3 separate regions of the Zea mays genome follow, and regions 2 and 3 are each linked to region 1. Evidence: chromatin contacts called from public Hi-C data. All regions are on one chromosome and are shown on one strand. Each heading gives the region's core, a stretch centred on a gene start, on an enhancer-like site or on the middle of the called end of the contact. The rest is flanking DNA. Distances are from core to core; before and after follow the strand shown. Region 1 overlaps LOC103640927 (lysine-specific demethylase JMJ705). Region 2 holds the start of LOC100192099. Region 3 holds the start of LOC103640928 (protein RETICULATA-RELATED 1, chloroplastic).

The links. Hi-C and Micro-C count contacts between places; a contact is called where the count stands out from the background.
Region 2: a contact with region 1 is called in a Hi-C map of ear, with 4 times the contacts expected there. The contact joins the promoter of LOC100192099 here to the enhancer-like site in region 1. A contact is called at or near these places in 2 of 25 Hi-C or Micro-C datasets (ear and tassel).
Region 3: a contact with region 1 is called in a Hi-C map of leaf, with 6 times the contacts expected there. The contact joins the promoter of LOC103640928 here to the enhancer-like site in region 1. A contact is called at or near these places in 4 of 25 Hi-C or Micro-C datasets (ear, endosperm, leaf and 1 more).

What each region holds. Positions count from the first base shown.
Region 1 is chr10:20,060,092-20,063,473 of Zm-B73-REFERENCE-NAM-5.0, forward strand. It overlaps LOC103640927 (lysine-specific demethylase JMJ705), which reads right to left. Exons shown (of 7, transcript XM_020545573.2): 7 at 1,066-3,294. The coding sequence ends at 1,520. Among protein-coding and RNA genes, the nearest start is that of LOC103640927, 11 kb to the right of the region's middle. Within about 2 kb of position 1,635, at least 7 of the 20 cell types and tissues checked have an H3K27ac peak or open chromatin away from gene starts, as enhancers often do. A contact at or near this core is called in ear and leaf, where this site is marked.
Region 2 is chr10:19,719,045-19,722,426 of Zm-B73-REFERENCE-NAM-5.0, forward strand. LOC100192099 reads right to left here and starts at 1,843. Exons shown (of 5, transcript NM_001137522.1): 1 at 1,092-1,843; 2 at 802-964; 3 at 314-477; 4 at 1-227. The coding sequence starts at 1,837.
Region 3 is chr10:20,330,950-20,334,331 of Zm-B73-REFERENCE-NAM-5.0, forward strand. LOC103640928 (protein RETICULATA-RELATED 1, chloroplastic) reads left to right here and starts at 1,711. Exons shown (of 8, transcript XM_020545303.2): 1 at 1,711-2,264. The coding sequence starts at 1,857.

The DNA.
Region 1 (3,382 bases), core at 385-2,884:
ATTATTTTGGTTGCTTGAGAGATTTGGAAGCACTGTAATGCTTGTGTGTTTGAGGGGGTTGTACCCTGCATCCAACAAGTTAGGAGTGTTGTGATTGAGGAGGGCAGTGCTTGGTGCTTAGCTGGTGCATCAGCTCTACAAGACCTCCTCCTGCGCCAGCTCCCTAGGGGACCCTAGCAGTTTGGCTACTGGTTGTTGCTTTGGTCGTGATGTTGCTCTGTGTGCGTGGCACGTTGTGTTATTGTCAAGGGAGTCTTGGCCTATGGGCCTTTGTATTAGGGGTTGACAAGTCTTGTCTCTCCTATGTTTTTTCTTCTTAATATAATTACACGTAGCTCTACTGCGTTTGTTAAGAAAACGTGTTAATGTTCAGAAATAAATGTTAACCGGTCTGATAGGTCATAAGATGATTTTAAGTGAAACGAACTAATCAAAGCACCAAGATAAACAAATATATCATATATCTAGATGTTTTAATCTTGTAATAGTGCTTTTGCTAAACTGAATTGTTTTGGATTAGGCGTGTTCCTTGGCAAAACAACCCTGTGTCATTATGCTTTGCTTGAAGAAATTCTGTGATTGCATTTTTTTCTTTACATGGTTGCTCCATCCTTTTTGTTTCAAATTATTTACTATATATACAAATCAATATTTCAGGCAAACGTGAGTTGTTTAAGTACTGAAACGACAGGTCATATTCAGCAACATGATTACAAGCATTCGCGCATCATATTAGATTTTTGGTTTAGTCTAACATCACATTGAAGAGGGAGATGAACGCAAGTGATGCAGCTTATGTGTTATCAATATTTGTCTCTGTTTTTATAAGATGGATCATATATTTCCTCGAAAGCGATCTTGATTGATTTTGTGTGAAGTGTATTTTTAATGACATGGGTCATGTTTTTCCTTGGAAACGACCATGAGATTGGTTGTGTATTTGCATGAAAGTTAAGGATATAATTTCCTGAAAAATACTCAATACTGTAACACAATACTCATGTAGGTAGCTTCTTATCAGTATCCAGCCATGATGGAATCCAAATCAGTGAGCCAGAGCTTTCCAACAAGTGATTCTATTTTTGCGATAATCGTTTCAAGAACTGCCAAATGAATCCTACATCAAAACTAGCAGGCGCCGTACACTAATTCCTTCCAGATTTTAAAAAATGTAAAAATAAGAAAGGAGCACTTCAGTACAGAATTACACGCATGTTAATAACAGGCGCCGTACACTAAATCCAACGTTCCTGTCAACAGAAACTTCCCGATTTCTAAGTATGAACGAAAGAACGATACAATTGACATGGTACAATCTCAGTCACCAGCAGGTCAGTTGGACCTAAAGCGACAGTGAATGAGCTGTTATGTTGCAGCGGTAATAAACAATGAAATGAATTAGACTCCTAATGCAGATTAATTCTGCAAACAATGGAACCTGGCGCAATTATTCGATTAGCATCCATCCCCTTCAGATCGCTCGCCGTCAGAGAAGAAACCTGTACTTGTGCACGAGCAGTCAAAGGCCGCGTTTCTTTTTCTTGTCACACGAGTGGCCAGTCTTCCTCTTGTGGCGGCTGAAGTCCGACACAAACCGGAACGTCTGGGTGCAGCCAGGTTCCGTGCATGCGTACGGGCGCACCCCTGTATGCACCCTCATGTGCTCTGTCCTCGCCCATGGCCACTTGAATGTCTTCGCGCAGCCTGGGAATGAGCACATGAGCGGCCTTTCATCCAGGTGCACTTTGCGGTGCTGGAGCAAGTATTTATGGCAGAAGAACTTCTTCTTGCATCCTTTGACAGGACAGATGTCTCTCTTGTGCAGCGACAGGTCATGCTGGGTGCTGAAACTCATGTCACACCCTTCTATATCGCAAGAAAATTTTGCTCCTTTATCTCCATCGCCTGCCTGATGTTTACTGGTTTTTTTCTTGTCACCTTGCATCTTGGGTTTCACTTTCACAGCATCGGCCTTTTCTTTTGGAATTTCTTCAAAATTGGCTGCCGTTGTTCCATCTCCTCTTCTGTTGCACACTTCTATGTCACTTGATAATTTCATTTCCTTGCCTCCATTGTGCGAACCATCACTTGCCTGACATCTGCTGACTTTTTTCTTGCCACTTTGCATTTTGCCTCTAGATTTTACTCTCACGTCATCTGTTTTTTGTTTTCGAATTTCATTGCAGTCTATGTATGTGCCTTCATCTCCATCATCTTCATGAAGCAAATCCACAATGTCAGCCTTTTTGTGATTTTCTTGAAACTGCCTATTTGTTTTGTCATTCTTTTGCTTCTTAGTACTAATTTTCTTACCCATCTTTACCAATTTCTTGTTTACATTTGACAAACCATTACTTCCCTTCTCCTTGCTAAACCTCTTAGTGCCTAGCAATCGAGCACCAGATTTCACTGCTTTGACATCACCCCCTTGTGGTGGACTATTATCCCAGTCACCTATTGAGGTGTTTTCAGTGCCGTCTGTATCAAACCTGCAGTCAATGTCAACATTGTCCTTGTGTAGCTCATGAAAGCTGTTGCTTCTATTATTATCCTTTCGCCTCTTCAAACTTGATTTTTTATTTAGCGATTCATATTGTTGATGATGTCGGGTGTTCCGTGCTTCCACACTTTCATCTCCATCTTCATATTTGGCATGATTATCAGAATTTACAGGCTGATCATACACACTGCAGTGCAAAGCAGCTTCATCAGAAGCACTGGCACTGCATCTCTTCTTTTTGCCTCTAGATTTCTCAACAGAGTCCCCCTCTTTTCTTCTGGTTATCTTTTTTGAAGAATTTTGGTTGATCAGGGTAGTAGATCTTGTTGATTGTTCTTGCATCCTGTCACAACTAGCAGATAACATCGTTTTGCTGTAAACTGTTTCATGATTCTGTTCTACCTGTTCACAAGCTAAAAGTGGATGAACTTGGTTTGACATCCATTTTTTGCCACACCACCATCCAGCTACCTTTTTCTTTGTTGTGCTTGATCGCTGTCCATCTGCGAAGCTGTCTGGATTTTCCTGAGCAAATGCCTTGTAAATGATAGAATTGTATGGTACCTGCTTGCTGTAAAGTGGAGATTTGCTTTGTTTGGCACTGTAATATATGTTGATACCCATTTTTACTGCCCAGTCACTGCTCGTAGGTTCTGCATCTTCATCCTGAAGAGCCAATTGAATTCTTCCAGTGTCTTCACGTGTTGCTTTTTTGAAAGTGATATCTTTCCAGGCATGCTTCATACCAAGTTCTTCTGCTATAACTTTTGCTGCTGACTCTGCTCTAGGGTATTCTGCAAATGCATTGTGAATTAGTATGAAAAATTTCCAAGTTGCAAAAGATTGCAGGATTAGGACTTTGTCATTGCCATAATCATCAAA
Region 2 (3,382 bases), core at 593-3,092, 340 kb before region 1:
AGTTTGCATAGCAGTGCGGAAGCAGTTGCTCCAGGTGTGGCGTGGCAAGGAGTTCCAGTATGATCTTGGCCTTGTCAACCTCCTTGAACACTTTCAGGCATTTCTCCACAACATTGCTGCTGAACTTCTGCATGGACAGGTGGATATACTTGCCTCCAAACTGTTGCGCAAGGCTTGAATTCGCAGTTGGTATCTTCAAGTCCAGTACAACCTGGACAACGTAGTTCCTGCAACCATAAAAATCTTGCAAGTTGGTTCCAGAGATGCAACCTGATAAAAGTATGAGGAATTTTGGACAGAGTAGTGTTGTTACCCATATGCATCTTCGGCAAGCTTAAACCCATTGTGAGCAATGGCGGCAACCAGCTTGTCCCTGTGCTCACCACGCGACCGCGCAATGCACCGCTGTAGGACACAGCAACCGTGGATTTGCATCCCGATATCGACGCAGTGGAGTGCAGCAGCAGCAAAGATCGCCTGAAGGTTGTAGCTTGTCAGTTAATATATATCTGATCTTAAACGAAAAGTGAGGCCACAAACTTCAGACATGTGAAAGCGGTCCAAGACAAATCTGACATCAATCAGTGTCAAAAGAATGTCAATGGCCATAATACAGTTACAGAATTACTTATATCTGCCTTATCGTCTCTTTTTTTTCTGAATGGAAAGGTTTGGTCTAAATTTTGTAACAAAGAGCTCATCTACAGAAGATGTAACCACTAGAATAGTAAAAGAAAAAAAGCTCTAAACTTCAGAGCAAATGGCGGCATACAAAAATTCCAGATGCACACCCATACAGACCTTATTATCGTTTGAAGCAAACGAATGCAAACACTTTTGCACGACATGGTTGCCATTGGTATCCTTGATGAGCTCCAAGAAGCCAGGGCGCAGAGCATCCATGACAAGACCAATCTCTTCCCTTGCACTGAGTCTCTCGATCAGCTTCTGCACCGCCCGTGTTCTGAAACGCCATCACCGAATTCAACCAAAACCACAAGCCACCCAGGGGCAAAAGCAAAAATATGCACATTGATAACAACAACAACAACAACAAACAAAAAAATCTGGGAGTGAATTGACAGTTATACCCATGGACGTTGAGGGATATCCTGACGAGCGCGAAGGGGTCGGCGGTGAGGGTGAGCACAAGCGTCATCCTCTGCCCGTCGTCGCAGACGGCGAGCAGCTTCTGCATGAGGTAGTTCCCGAACGGGTCCACCATCAGCTGCGCGGCGTGGCGCGAGACGCCGGCGAAGATATAGTCGACCTCGCGCTTGCCGTCGTCGAGCCTCTGCTGCAGCAGGCGGCACCCGTGCTGGTCGCGCGCCATGTGGTACATGACCCCGCGCAGGCCGGCCAGGCTCTCGCCGTGCCACTTGGCCGCCGCGGCGGCTCCGCACTTCTTGGGGCTCGTCGTCATCACCGAGCCGTTCTTCCTCCTCACGCTCTTGCACCGGGCCCTCGGCGTGGCGGGAGAAGGCAGAGGCACATAAGGCGGCGGGGAGCACCGGATGTCCCAGCCGTCGGCCGCGGCGGCGTCGTCGAAGGTGACGGGAACAAACAGAGAGCGCATGTGCGCGTAGTGGCTGGCCATGGAGAACGAGTGCATGGCGACAAGGTTCTCGCCTTTCGTGGGGAAGCCGTAGCCGGTGGCAGCGCCCGGCGCCGGCAGCTCGTCGTCGCCGTCGACGAGGCCCATCGCGGCGAGCTCGTGGATGAGGAAGGAGAGGTCGGCGTCGTCGTCCGCGCCGGCCTCGCTGCCGCCGAGGAGGCCGACGTGGTGGAGGAGGGGGATCTCGTTCAGCAGAATCTCCATCTCCCTGTCGACCTTCATCTTTCCCCGGTGAATTAGCTGCCGGACTCCGATCGGATCTTTCGATATGGGGAAACTGCGTGGGGAGTGATCGGATTGGGTTCTATTGGTCCGCGGAGAAGGATTGGGATTGGAGCGAGGGGGGAAGGTGGTTTCTTGGAGACGGGTTGTTGAGACATGCAGAGGAGGAAGGAGAGTGGCGGTGGTGGTGGGTGTTATATACGGATAGAGCGGGAAAGTAGTGGTGACTGAGGTGAGGTGGGGAGAGTGCCTGCTCTTTATTACCGAGTTTATTTGGACATTGTCTCTAACCCTTTTTTTTTATTTTGACATATCTACAAATTTTACAATTTAACTATCCTAATAGCATATCCAACAAGAAGTCTTATAACTGAGTCCAACAAGAAGTCTTATAACTGAATCTTAAAAACTAAAATATGATCTGATTTGAAGCGCACAAAAAAAATTTGTAGTTCTAATAGTTGGTCTTATAAAATAAATCATGTTATTTAGAAAAAGAAAGGTTAGAAACAGTGTACAGCATATGGGGTCTATACGTAGGACTCGAGAGACTGAACCTGTAGTTATTTGATGATGATTTTTTTTAAAAAAAAAATAGGATCCCTATTAGAGCAAGTTTTTGGTGTTAGAGTGCTACAATTCGAAATACAACTCAGATTATGACTCTGGTTGGAGATGCTTTAACATAGTAAGAGAAAACCATGTTCTAGTTGAGCCTATAGAGAAAGCAAAAACATGTATGTGAACTATATACTTAAAGAAGAAGAAAAAAATGTCGGTGTATGTTGTGTTTATAATCAGACCCCCTTTTGTTTTCTTCCCGTTGTATATTTGTCCGTCTTCTTTGAGACATTCAGATGGATACAGGATATGGTTACCATGCATTTGAAGTGAACAAATCTAGTCTCAAGCAAGCCGATACCATGTTCTATCTCCGCTGGTAAAGATCTGTAGCCGAAGCCTAGTGTGCCCTGGTATTTTTCACTCACAACAATTAATCCTGCGAAGGAGGTCACTCCACACGCACACACAGAGAGAGAGAGACAGAGAGAATATCTGCGAGTTTACCGATTCAGAGCAAATCTATTTTGAGGTTAACGGTTGCACGACGATTGGGCCCACTCCTTGACACTGACCCATTCCTGTGGTCCTCCGGTGTTGCCCAAGTGTGCTGGTGATACTTTCACAACAAGACATGGCTCGGATCCGATCCGCCCGGTGCGCTTTTTGGCCATGCTGTCAGCGACACATGCCTGCACTGCGCTGCACCTTTTTATTTTCAGGAGCTAGAAATATCTCTATGTGCAGGATATTTCTGCCTGCTGACTGCTGAGGAAGGAGCTCAGAGGAGATATTTGCAGAGTGTTGTCCGGGACGCAGTAGTGGTTGGGCCCAAAAGGATGGGCAGGCATTTGGACGCGACCAAGAAGTGGATAAACGACCTGATGCTATGCTACGCTATCCGACGCTTGTGTGCCCTGAACCTCACGCTAGGCCATGGACCAGGGGACTCGCCCTGCGCCTTTTTCGTACACAAGGCGGTGT
Region 3 (3,382 bases), core at 461-2,960, 270 kb after region 1:
TTGCTTGGCTTTCACAATCGTGCTTTTTCATCTCTTTCTCAACCTTTTAAGTGAATTGTAAAGCAAGCAAGAGACACCTAATTGTGTGGTGATCCTTGCGAGGTCTTAGTGACCCGTGTGATTAAGAAGCACTCGACCGGTCTAAGTGATTGATTGAGAGAGGGAAAGGGTTGGAATAGACCCGACCTTTATGGCCTCCTCAACGGGGACTAGGTTCTTTAGAACCGAACCTCGGTAAACAAATCGCCGTGTTCATTTGTGTTGATCTCCATTCGATTTGTTTATCCCCTCTCCTCTCTTTAAAAGTTCCCTTGCACATATTGGTTTGAGTTGGCTCCCAAAGTTATCCGCATTGATTGAGCAACTCTTAGCAAGGAGAACTATCTTTCGCACTCCAAATTATCTCTAAAACTAACCCCGAGCATAATGCATGTTTAAAGTTTGTAAATTTGAGATTTCGCCTATTCAACCCCCTCTAGGCGACTTTTAGATGAATTCTAGTTGTGTTAGTGGCAAACCCCCTAGCCAGCTGCCTGTGATGGCCTTATCTGCTACGTTTCGTATTCCGCATTTTGATCACATTAATGACTATGTTATGTTAATGACTCTATGGATGTCTTGGACATCTTGATGTAATAAAGTACCTTTTCCGCTATTTATTTGAGCAATGTGTAATGATGTCCTATTATGTTATCGCTGTGTACGTGAGTTTCTGATCCTGACACGTACATGGTTCGCATTCGGTTTGTCTTCTAAAACCGGGTGTGACACACGCGGACTGTCCGACCCTGTACGTAGATTGTCCATGTGTGTATGTTCGGGTTCACGCGTCATACAACGACCCTAGCATGGATTTTGGTGGTTCGATTCGAAAAACGGGGTCAGTCACCCGTTGGTTCGGACGGTCCGTGCTCATGCGCGGACGGTCCGGCTGTACGCCACCGATATGTGTAGAAAGCTATGGTTGTTTAGGAGATGTGTTTATCGGAATCCCATAAAGTGGTTGGGATTGGTCGTGCCGATTTGCAGTCGATGAATCACATGTATTTTCCTTAGTTTCAACCTCGTGCGAAGGAAAACTAGCAACATCAGATTTATCAAATGCACGTGCTAGCCTTTTGTAATCATCTTGCATACCCCTATTATTTGTTGCATCTGTTCTCGTTGTTCATCTATGTAGGATCTAGGAGCTTGGATTTTATTTGTTTAACTTACCTTGGTGTAGCTACAGTATGTCGTTGCGAAGCTAGGTTAGTTGCCCATTGTCGGACGACCTTATAATTCGTGTCCACCTTGAAGTTGGTCAGGAATTTGGCCTGAGCCTCCTTAATCAACTGTTCTTTATGCTCCTCGAATTCCTGTTGATCTGCAGCCGACAAAATCTCCATAGTCGACTCGATAATGTTACCGGGAGAGACATTGAAATGATCTCTTGAACCGGCCATTGAGGGCCCGATCTGATAGATCCTCATGCCTTGTCCCCAACGGAGTCGTCAAAAAATATGTTACGCTGATCTGGGCGCCAATCACGGCGAGGTATACCTATGGTGCTCTCCGCGGCAGGGCCAACGGTCTGCGACCTAGGGCCAACGGTCTGCGACCTGCGGTAGGAACAGAGTCTTCTCGGCGTCGAAGCCAAACAGTTCGCGCGTGCGCAGAGACGACGACGTTTGCCAACAACACTACCAACACTTGGATCTTTACCATCGGGATTCTGTCAGGGATGATAGATTCGTCAAAATCAAACATGCCTTCACCACGGCGATGAAGAGATAGCCTCGTCTTTCGATAAAGCTCCCGACGGCACAGCGCGCAGGCCCATTACCAACCCTACCCTGTCCTTCGTTGCGCCTCCCATGGCGTCGTCACTCGCTGCCTTCCACCCCACTCTTTCCCCGGACCAACCCATAACCCATCCGCATCGCTGCCCTGCGCGCCCCAACCCCACCACCGGTCTCCTCCGCCTCCTCCCGCCCTGCCGTCGCGCTCGTGCTCCCGCGCTCGTCCGCCTCGCCGTTTCTGCCTCCTCCACCTCTGCCCCGCTCCCATCGGCCGATCGGTCGGAGGCCGCGTCGTCGCTTGAGAGATGCCTCTTGTTGACGGGGGCGGGGATGGAAACGGGGGCGATGCCACCAGCCTCGGCCCCGCCGCGCGCCGCGCCAGTGATGAAGGGGGGACGGAAGCAGCGCAGCACATTAGGAGCCGTCACGCTCGAGAAGGCCAAGCTCGATCTCTCCCAGCGTCGCAAGAAGATCATGCCCGAGGTTGTTATCTAATCCTAATCCTCTCGCAGGTTTGCGTAATTTTTGCTGGAGGAAGGGGCATTCCGAAATAAGGTTTAGAATTTTAGGGATAATAAGCCTTTAGAGTGCGGAATTTTTGCTGGATGCAATAGAGTGCGGAGTACCCATGTTTGGCACAGTGGTGACTACAGTGATCGAGTGCCAAGGTATTGGATAAGGTATGCAGGGCAGAAAGCGGGTGATGGTAGAATAGTTGTATGGAAATCATGGAAAAGATGTGCTTGTATTGTGTAACATGCTCTGTTTAGACTTGCTACTCGGCATGGATATTTGCTTCAAAATTTTTCTGATTACATCTTCAAAACAGAGAGTTTCCTATGCATTTTTCCATCCAAAGGTGTGTGCCTGAACGTGTCTTGCTACCGGTGGTGGAGGACACAAAGAAAATTAGGTGTGGCTTGATATATAGTAGAAAAAAGGAGACTACGATGCATATTACAGGAATTGAATACACAACCTGAACAACACAGTGCCAAGGTGTTACCACCACACCACAATGCCTTAGTTTCTGTATGGAAGCATATAACGGTTTTAATCGTTTAGGTATGGCGCCAGCCACACTGCGCCGTAATGAGTCCTCTGCCACTGCTTGCTACTGCGGATTCCATATTCTTTTAACAAATGCGCATGTTGTCTGGTGTTTGCTTTGCTTATACTATTTCTCCCATGCCATAGGGAATAGGCATTCTGAAAAGGGTCAGAACTACTCCTTTTAGTTATAAAGGGGCAGAACAAAGTGTCATGCACATAAGGCGACTGGGTGTTGCCTTACCCCTAAGGCGATCATGACACTTTGTTCTTGCAATCTTAGCTTGTTTATCCCTATGGACACGAACCTGAAAACAAAAGACCGTCATCACAAGCTTATGTTGACAGGCAACACACTCCCTAGGTCACCTTACAATCCAAGCATGCTCATTTATCCTCCCTTCTTGTGAGGACAAAGTCAACCTGACTAGAGTGTTGGCAACTAGTATAGATCACTAAATGGGAATCTCTCTTCCAAAAGGTGTTGGCTATCAATCATAGTTATTAAAACGGTAAGGCGACATAAGGCGCTTGACCCCCTTTTTTAACTT